2 separate regions of the Callithrix jacchus genome follow, and region 1 is linked to region 2. A link is a contact called in public Hi-C data. All regions are on one chromosome and are shown on one strand. Each heading gives the region's core, a stretch centred on a gene start, on an enhancer-like site or on the middle of the called end of the contact. The rest is flanking DNA. Distances are from core to core; before and after follow the strand shown. Region 1 holds the start of IWS1 (interacts with SUPT6H, CTD assembly factor 1). Region 2 holds the start of SFT2D3 (SFT2 domain containing 3).

Region 1 (3,815 bases), core at 881-3,380, 160 kb after region 2:
GAAAAAAGCTAAGAGGACTTGAAACCAGAGTCAACGCTCTCATTTGATAAACGTGAAAACTGAGGCTCACAGAAAGCTGGTAGCTTGTCCCAGCTCACCACGCACAATAAGCCCAGAGATAGACCCACAACCTGGGGCTCTAAGCCCCCAGTCTCCAGCTCTGATGGTGCCAGGCTATTGTTTATATTATGTGGCCTCCTGCTCCCTGACATGTTCAGCAGATGGCAGTGTCTTCAGAATGTCTCCAAATAAATGTTATATTCACTTAGGGAATGCAGTGTCTCTGGGTTATCTGTTAAGGGAGGAAGTGTGGACCGCTGCAAGTTTTCCTCTCCATTCTTCTCTGTCCTTAGCATCCTTAGTGTAGGAAATAGCCTCTCTTCTGGCTGCCTCCCTACCACCGACACGGGCCAACTGCAGTGGGGTGGGGTTGGGTGTGAGGCGTGGGGAGACAGCAGTCCTGAAAATGTAAGGCAGCCAAGATTCAGAATGGCACATCTGTGCCACTATAGAATTTCTCCACCAGGGTCCCGGAGGGACAGCCAGCTGGCAGGAAGGAGCTCTGGGAACTCTCTGTAAGCTGTGTTTACACTGAGAAGCACACTGCTTTAACTAAGGCTTTGTATTCATTTGAAAGGTGTGTCCTGTCTGACTAAATTGGTGGCTTTCTGAGTAAAAAAATTAGATCTGAAGCTTCTTTGAAGCTAAGCACATTGTTGTGCGTCCAGAGTGCTTCTATCCAGTACAGTTAGTTTTAATGCCAAAATTCAGTAATTATCATTTGGCAATTGCATTGTTTACAACCCAACCACTTTCCTTACTGTTGGCCTTATATCTGTGCTGAAACTAAAAGCTTTTCTTCCACTGAACTCTTCCTAAAATTTTGATCTATTAATCCTCCTCCATTTACACAGGTATACTCTCACCTTCTCATTAGAAGAGGGCCTAGAGCCTTGATATCTTCTATCAAATGGAAGGAAGCTTAATTTTGTACCTTTCGTTTCAGACATTGGTAATTCTTTGTTCTTCTGATTCTCAAGACTGCCTGAGAAGGTCATTCCCACGGCTGAAAAGGAGGAATTTGGATTCAGTGCTCTTTCCACCACATCGGCAAGGAATATTCATGAACTCTCTTGCAGGAAAATGGGAATTTCCAGAAAGAAACCACTTCTACCCTTTCTTCTCTTCCCAAGTCCTCTTTAGGAGCCTATAATTGGGTTCTGCCAGCATACTCTGACTGGCTAACGAAGGGTCAGATATCTGCATCACAAACAAAAGGCTCTTTTTCTACATGTCTACACCTCCTGGAGAGTCTTTGCTTAAACCTCTATTGGCCCTCCTCCGATCAAAGGCAAGAATGATCCCCTCCCTGTCCAAGACTAAAACGAACAAGGAAATAGATTTTACTCAGCCTATTGCAATAGGGAGAACACTCTAGATATGATCAGTGTCTTGGTAGCATAGTTTTGCTTTTTATAGGGAGGAAGGTGGAATGATTGACAGCTGGGATTGTTTTGCAATCAGAAGTTTCAGTCAGTCAGGTGAACAGAAAATGTTCCCCGTGTCTAACTAGTTTGGGGTGGGGAAGAGTTCTAATCTCAGCTAATCACTCGATATCATGAGCAGGAATTTGGAAGATCTGTTTGGCTTTATTAACAGGCTCAGAAAAAAGGGAAAAGGTCTCTGTTTGGCCTTGTCACAGACAAACAAAGGGATTATCTGCAAGCGTTTTATCTGTCACATGGAGATGAGTGGTTCCTTACAGTGTACCGTTCCAGAAACACAAATAGAAGAGAGGGTTTCTTAAGCCCCGCTGTTTTTCAGGAACACAGGGCTCAGGTCAAGTTCAACTTCATCTTCCTCGGTGTTTCATCAGGAAGGTGAAGCAAAGATGTGTACTTCTTTGTACACTTCTGGAAGCAAAGATGTGTATTTCTCACTGTTGGCTAAATGCCTTCTTAACAAGGAAATTAAGTCGTTATTTAGAATGAAAGAGAGGAAGACGCCGGGAGAGGAGGCGCTGTGGATCGCGCCAGTTAGTAACGCATCACAGCTCCCGGGCGTCACACTACAAGTCCCAGAGTGCAACACCCGCTTTCTCGCCTACTGCCGGCGGGAATCAGGAGCCTCGGGGCCTCACGGGAACGACAGTGGCTAATGACGGAAAAGTAATTTGAGCGGGTCTTCATTTTTTCGGAAGAGTATTTCGAAAGCTGTTCAAACAAGGCGCGGACACTGAATCTAGGAATTGATAAAAAATCAATGATAACGTTACTTCCACGGAGGCCAGACCAAGCTTCTCCCGGGAAAGGTATTTAACTGAAGCCGAGGTCCCGCTCAATTTTCCCATGAGTCTCCTTTCCGGCCGTGCCTCGCGTCATTGCTGTTGCGCCTTCTCATTGGCAGGTTGACGGGTTGCGGCACCTGCGCGCTGCATTCCTCTGAGGGTCGTGGGCAGACGCCATTTTGGCCCCAGCGGTGCTTCTAGGAAGTAGATCGCCGGCTCGCATGCCTGCTTGCCTGCCGGGTACGGCCTTTTCTGCCGGGACTTCCCGGTCAAAGCATTCGCCGCTGCCGCTGCTGCTTTCTTACCCTCCGCATCCGTTAAGTTCTCCGGTCGGGCGGGAGCCTCTGAACACTGAGCCACGCCATCTGGGGTCACACCGCCTGCAAGGAGGTGACGGGGGCGGCGCGGGGCGCGGACACTCCCCGCTGAGAGTCCGCCTGCCATGGACTCGGAATATTACAGCGGCGACCAGTCAGGTGGGGCAGGGACCTGGAAGACCGGGCTGGGGGGGCGGAGCAGTTACTCGGCAGGGCTCGGCCTGGCACCCCGCGGATGGGGGCTAGGAGGTCCCCGAAACCTGCCGTCCCACTACTGGTCCGAGGTGCACAACCAGTGTAGGACAAGAGCCCTCCGACCAGCTGAGAGGGGATTCTGGAGGGAAAGCTTTCTTCCGAATCGGCGAAGGTTTTTGCTGAAATTGAGAAGTACTTTCGTATATTGAGCTCCTATTGTGTGCAAAGTGCTAGGGCAGGAGAGGTTTCTTCTGTTAAGGGAGTTCTCAGTAGTTGAGTAGTTGGAGAATCCAAGGGGCGATGGGGCGGGAGATCTTTCCTAGACTTTTCGCTCTTAGTTAGGGGTGGTTTAATCTTGCCTGCAGTACGGAACATAGTAAGTGCAGGACCCACGTTTCAGTTGCATTCAGAGTAAGGAGTGCACTTCTGGCACTTACTGGTGACATTTGTGCCTTTCCTCCACCTCGGGATCTTTCCTCTTCTAACCGAAGTTTGGTCTCCTTTCTTTATTGTTTGATTATTCTGTAAACTTTCTGGGCCCCACTTTGCTGGCACGGTGCTCAGTACCTGAGATTAAAGATAAATGAGGCAGAACCGGCTGTGGGAAATAGGTTGCATTTGCTTTCCTTTTGTGTACCAGTTCTATTGGGGCGTTCTGTCTCAAAAGTTCTTAAATACGCCATAAATGTATACACCCACTATGTACCCAGAAAAATTGAAAATAAAAAAATTTAAGTGTTTAAATAATTATTTAAGCGTTAAGCTGTTTACTGTTTTGAGTTCGTTGCCTTTCCTTACATAGGACAGTGAATTGTAATGACTACAAAGGGCTCTCCAAACACACTGCTATGCGGCTTAAAAACACTTTCCTGAGCCAGGTGCGGTGGCTCATGCCTGTAATACCGGCACTTTGGGAGGCGTAGGTGGCTGATGGCTTGAGCCCAGGAGTTTGAGACCAGTCTGGGCAACATAGTGAGACTCCTGCCGCCCATTTTTACAAAAATGCAAAAATTAGC
Region 2 (4,120 bases), core at 1,192-3,691:
GTTGCCCAGGCTGGTCTTGAATTCCTGGCCTCAAGTGACCTCCTGCCTTGACCTCCCAAAATGCTAGGATTACAGGTGTGAGCCAACAGCTGAGAAATGTCAAAATTTTAAGTGTTTACAAAATAAACATTGTAAAAATTGTAAAACCCCCAACGATTGCAAATTCTAGAGAAATTTAAAACTAGAACAGAAATTTAGGGGACTAGAAAGAGCAGCCAATGGCATAAGTCTTTATAACTGAAAAAATAAATCATCCTGAAAATACTGCATTTGCTTTCTCAAGAGCAGCCTTTTGAGGTAGGTAACCTTGTTTACTGACAGGGAACAAGGCAGTGTTCTTGACCAAAACTCAGGGTGGGTAGCCTGCAAGCCTACAGTGTGAATGCTGGCCACTTGTGTCACTTCTTGGGACAGGGCTTAGGGACCTGACTTAGGAAAACACATTTTGGGGTTGGAGGGAGCAGCAGCACTGCAGGACAGACACCCTGTGAAGGCAACACTGGGATCCAGCTCAGTAAGATCATTATTTGCAAACTGTGCAAGCCAGTGCACAGAAAAAGTAGTGGTCCTCAACCTCAGGGAACACAGAATCACCTGTGGCGCTTTAAAAAGGTTCTGATGCATCCGAGTCACGGCACCAAGAAGAAAAAAATAAAGAAAAAAAGGTTCTGATGCCTGGGACCTAGTTCCCACGTTCTGACTGCATTGATCTGGAGGTGTGGCTCTTCAAGTAACTGATAAGCAGTCAAGTGTGAGAACCACTGGCACAGAATGTTTATATTCCAAATATATTCTACTTCCTAGTGTATTGCTACTGACAAGACGTAGTTTTCTGGACTCAAGAGTGTTAGGCTCATACTGGCAATAAATTAAGGTAGGTAAAAGTAAGTGCTGAACCTAAAATGAAGGAAACGGCAATTAGATATGAAAAGCATCTTAAGATCGGCCTGCGAATTGTAAACTAGTTTACAAAGCAGACCATAAAGTGAAGAGTAATTCGAGCTTGTAGAAATCCATGCTTTCCACCAGATACAGGAATTCCGGACGTAGAATTATCTTCCTATTTGCAGGATTTCTTCCGAGACCGCTATGCATGTACGTGCCCCTTCCTGGATCCCACGCTTCTTGGGGCAGGAAATTTCTTTGGTCCATCGCTTTCGACGTGAAATACAGAACTAATTTTCCCTTCATGTTATCAGGCACTATTTTATGATGGCGTTAACTGAAGAAAAAGCCCAAGATAAACCATCTTAAATAAGTACTTTTAAAAGTCCAGTGGCTGAATTCGGTGTTTAATCTGATACCCTTCCGGATTCGCTGACACGGAAGCATGAGATAACAACTTCCAAGTCTCGGTATAGTCAAAACAACAAAGTACCGTCACCAACCTACATCTACCACTGGATTTTTAAATGACAAAACAGCCTGAGAAAAGAACAGCTAATTCGAAGAAAAGCCATTTTTCTTTACTCAGCCGAACCTAAGACCACAGCTACTTCGAGAGCAACTTAATAACCGTCTCATATCCTGTCACCAGTTCAATGACAAAATCTCCAGAGCACGTTCCGAGTCCAGCACAAGACGCTGACATTCAAGAGCTCCCGACGCTGCTGTCGCCTCCCGTGCCAGCAGCCGCTCCCAACTTAGACTCGCAGGCGGTCGCGGAAGGGCCTTCGCCGCGGGGTCCCGACACCCGCGTGCAGTCCTCGGCTCTGCGGGCGCTGGCTCCGCGTCCTTCCCAGGTGGCGCGGGCGCGAGGTCCTCACACGGGCAGAGCCTTGGAGAGGCCGGCGCCGCGGCTCAGGCGACCCAGCGCGAGGCGCAACGCCGTGCCGCCGCCCCAGGGCAGCAGCCCGACCAGCGCGGCCAACAGTGCGGCCACCTGCGCGCCCGCGCCCAGCACCGTGAGCAGCGTGCTCCGCAGGCTCAGCGCCGCAAATAGCGTGGCGCCCAGCGCGGCCCCGTAGAGCAGCGCGGGCCGCGACGGCGCCTCTTCGCAGCGCAGCAGGCGCCCGCACGCCGCGCCGCCCCGCAGCAGCGCGCCTCCCGCCAGAGCCAGCGCCGAGCCCAGCGACCAGAGCAGCGCGAACTTGCGCGCGCGCAGCAGCAGCACCGGCGCGTAGAGCGCGGCCAGGCCGAAGCAGAGTGCCGCCAGCAGCAGGCACCCGCCGCCCGCCGCCAGCCGCTGCCCGCGCGTCACGCTCGGCAGGCACGCCGGGCCCGCAGCCGCCGACTCCGTCGAGCTCCGCGACCACGCCCAGCGCAGGCTCGCGCGGCCCAGCCACGCCCCCGCCGGCCCGTCTCCGGGCTCCTCCGCCTTCCCCGCGGCAAGTAACGGCTCCGTGGCCGCCTGGCCGCCCGCTTTCCCCTGCGCCAGGTACTCCTGCAGCTGACGGTGGAGGTCCGCCATCTTGGGTAAGGCGGTAGCTGGAGGAAAAAGCTACCGCTCATTTCCGGCCCTCCCCTGCCGCGGACGGAAGCGGCTCCGCCTTCGGGCGGCAATTGGTCGGCCGCGGCGAAAGGGGCAGGGCCGCAGCACTCGCGGAGGCGGGTGCTTCCTCGGCAGACCTCTGCTGTGTCCCGGAATACCGCGGGCTTGCGTGCTGCCAATCCGCCTTCAGTCGCCCTCCCATTCCCTGACCCTCTTCTTTGTCCCGAGTAGGAGTCCTTACGGTCTGGCTAAGTCCTGCCAGCATTAAGTTAGTTGGAAGGCCAGGGTGGATGTGGCTCTACGGGGGCACAAGAGGGTCCCTTCTGCTGATGGAAATGCCCTACGGCCTGTCCGCGTCTACCGTGGCGGTGATGTCGTGCTAGTTTTGCAACATGGAGGAATGGGTAAAGGGTACACAGGATCTCTCTTGTTTCTTACAACTGAACACAAACTTAGAGTGATCTCAAAATAAAAATTTAAAAAGTTCACACTTGTGTGACTCAGGTGGTTTGTTTTTTGGGAACGTCGCGTCCTGATTTGTCATTTCACTTTTAGTAATAGTGACCATCCTGATCACTTACCATGGGGTTGATAAAGGAAAGATTGACCCCCACCATGCTCAGCCTGCTTCTCTATTCGGTTCTCAGTTTCGGCCACAGACCTGGCAACATCCTTGACTCCTTTGCGCCCCGTGTCCAAGACTCGGTGCTGCTGTCCTGTGTTCGGTGTCACTCTTGTGCTCTGGACAGCGCCACGCCCAGGTTTCCTGACTTATCGTCAGGTCACTCAGACAAGCTGCCCCCGCCCCACGCTAGGCCAATCTTGATCTCTTCTCAGGCCACACCTACGTGCCCTGCTCTTTCTCAGAGCCTCCAAGCAGGTGTCTGCCTGAGATTCCTTTCACATTACATTCCTCCAGGCTTCCCTGGGCTTCTCTCTCCAGCTACCTTCACAGCTCCCCTCACCACCTTGTCTTCCTCTGGGTGGCCCTGTGTCCTTTGTCCTCTGCCCTAGGAGAATGGCTTCCTGTGGTTTGGCTTCTCAGCCTTTCCATCCCCTGTGTAACTAATCTCCCCCACTAAATTCCTTTTCATGGTCTTTGTTTTCTTGGTTTCATCCTGACAGATATAATTCGTTTTCGGAATACATTCTGATTTGTTACCTCACTTGATAATAACAGTGACCGTCCTGATCACTTAGCATGGGCTAAACCATTAGGATGACTACCATCAAAACAAAATAACAAACACACCAGAAGGTTACAAGTGCTGTCAAGAATGGAGGAATTGGAAGCCTTGTGCACTGTTGGTGGGAATGTAAATGCTACAGCCGCTGTGGAAAACAGTATGGAAGTTCCTGAAAATAAATACGCGTGCGCACACACACACACAAATACATATATGTGTGTATGTGTATATATAATTACAATCTGATCCAGCAATTCCACTCTGGGTATATACCCCAAAGAATTGAAAGCAGGGTCTCGGAGATTTGTACAACTCTTCACAGCAACGCTATTCACATCAGTCAAGAGGTGGAAGCCACCCAAGTGTCCATCAGCAGATAAATAAAATGTGATATATGCATACGATGGACTATCATTCAGCCTTAAAAAGGAAGGAAATTCTAACACATGGGTGAACCTTGAGGACACTATGCTCAGTGAAATAGGCCAGCCACAGAAAGAAA

Evidence for each region. A called contact is a pair of places that touch in the nucleus more often than the background predicts.
Region 1: a Hi-C map of skeletal muscle shows a contact between it and region 2, with 2.6 times the contacts expected there. The contact joins the promoter of IWS1 here to the promoter of SFT2D3 in region 2. A contact is called at or near these places in 2 of 3 Hi-C or Micro-C datasets (both in skeletal muscle).

What each region holds. Positions count from the first base shown.
Region 1 is chr6:36,880,051-36,883,865 of calJac240_pri, forward strand. IWS1 (interacts with SUPT6H, CTD assembly factor 1) reads left to right here and starts at 2,131. Exons shown (of 14, transcript XR_013518830.1): 1 at 2,131-2,311.
Region 2 is chr6:36,718,553-36,722,672 of calJac240_pri, forward strand. It overlaps SFT2D3 (SFT2 domain containing 3), which reads right to left and starts at 2,442. Exons shown (of 1, transcript XM_078327028.1): 1 at 1-2,442. The coding sequence starts at 2,410. The coding sequence ends at 1,763.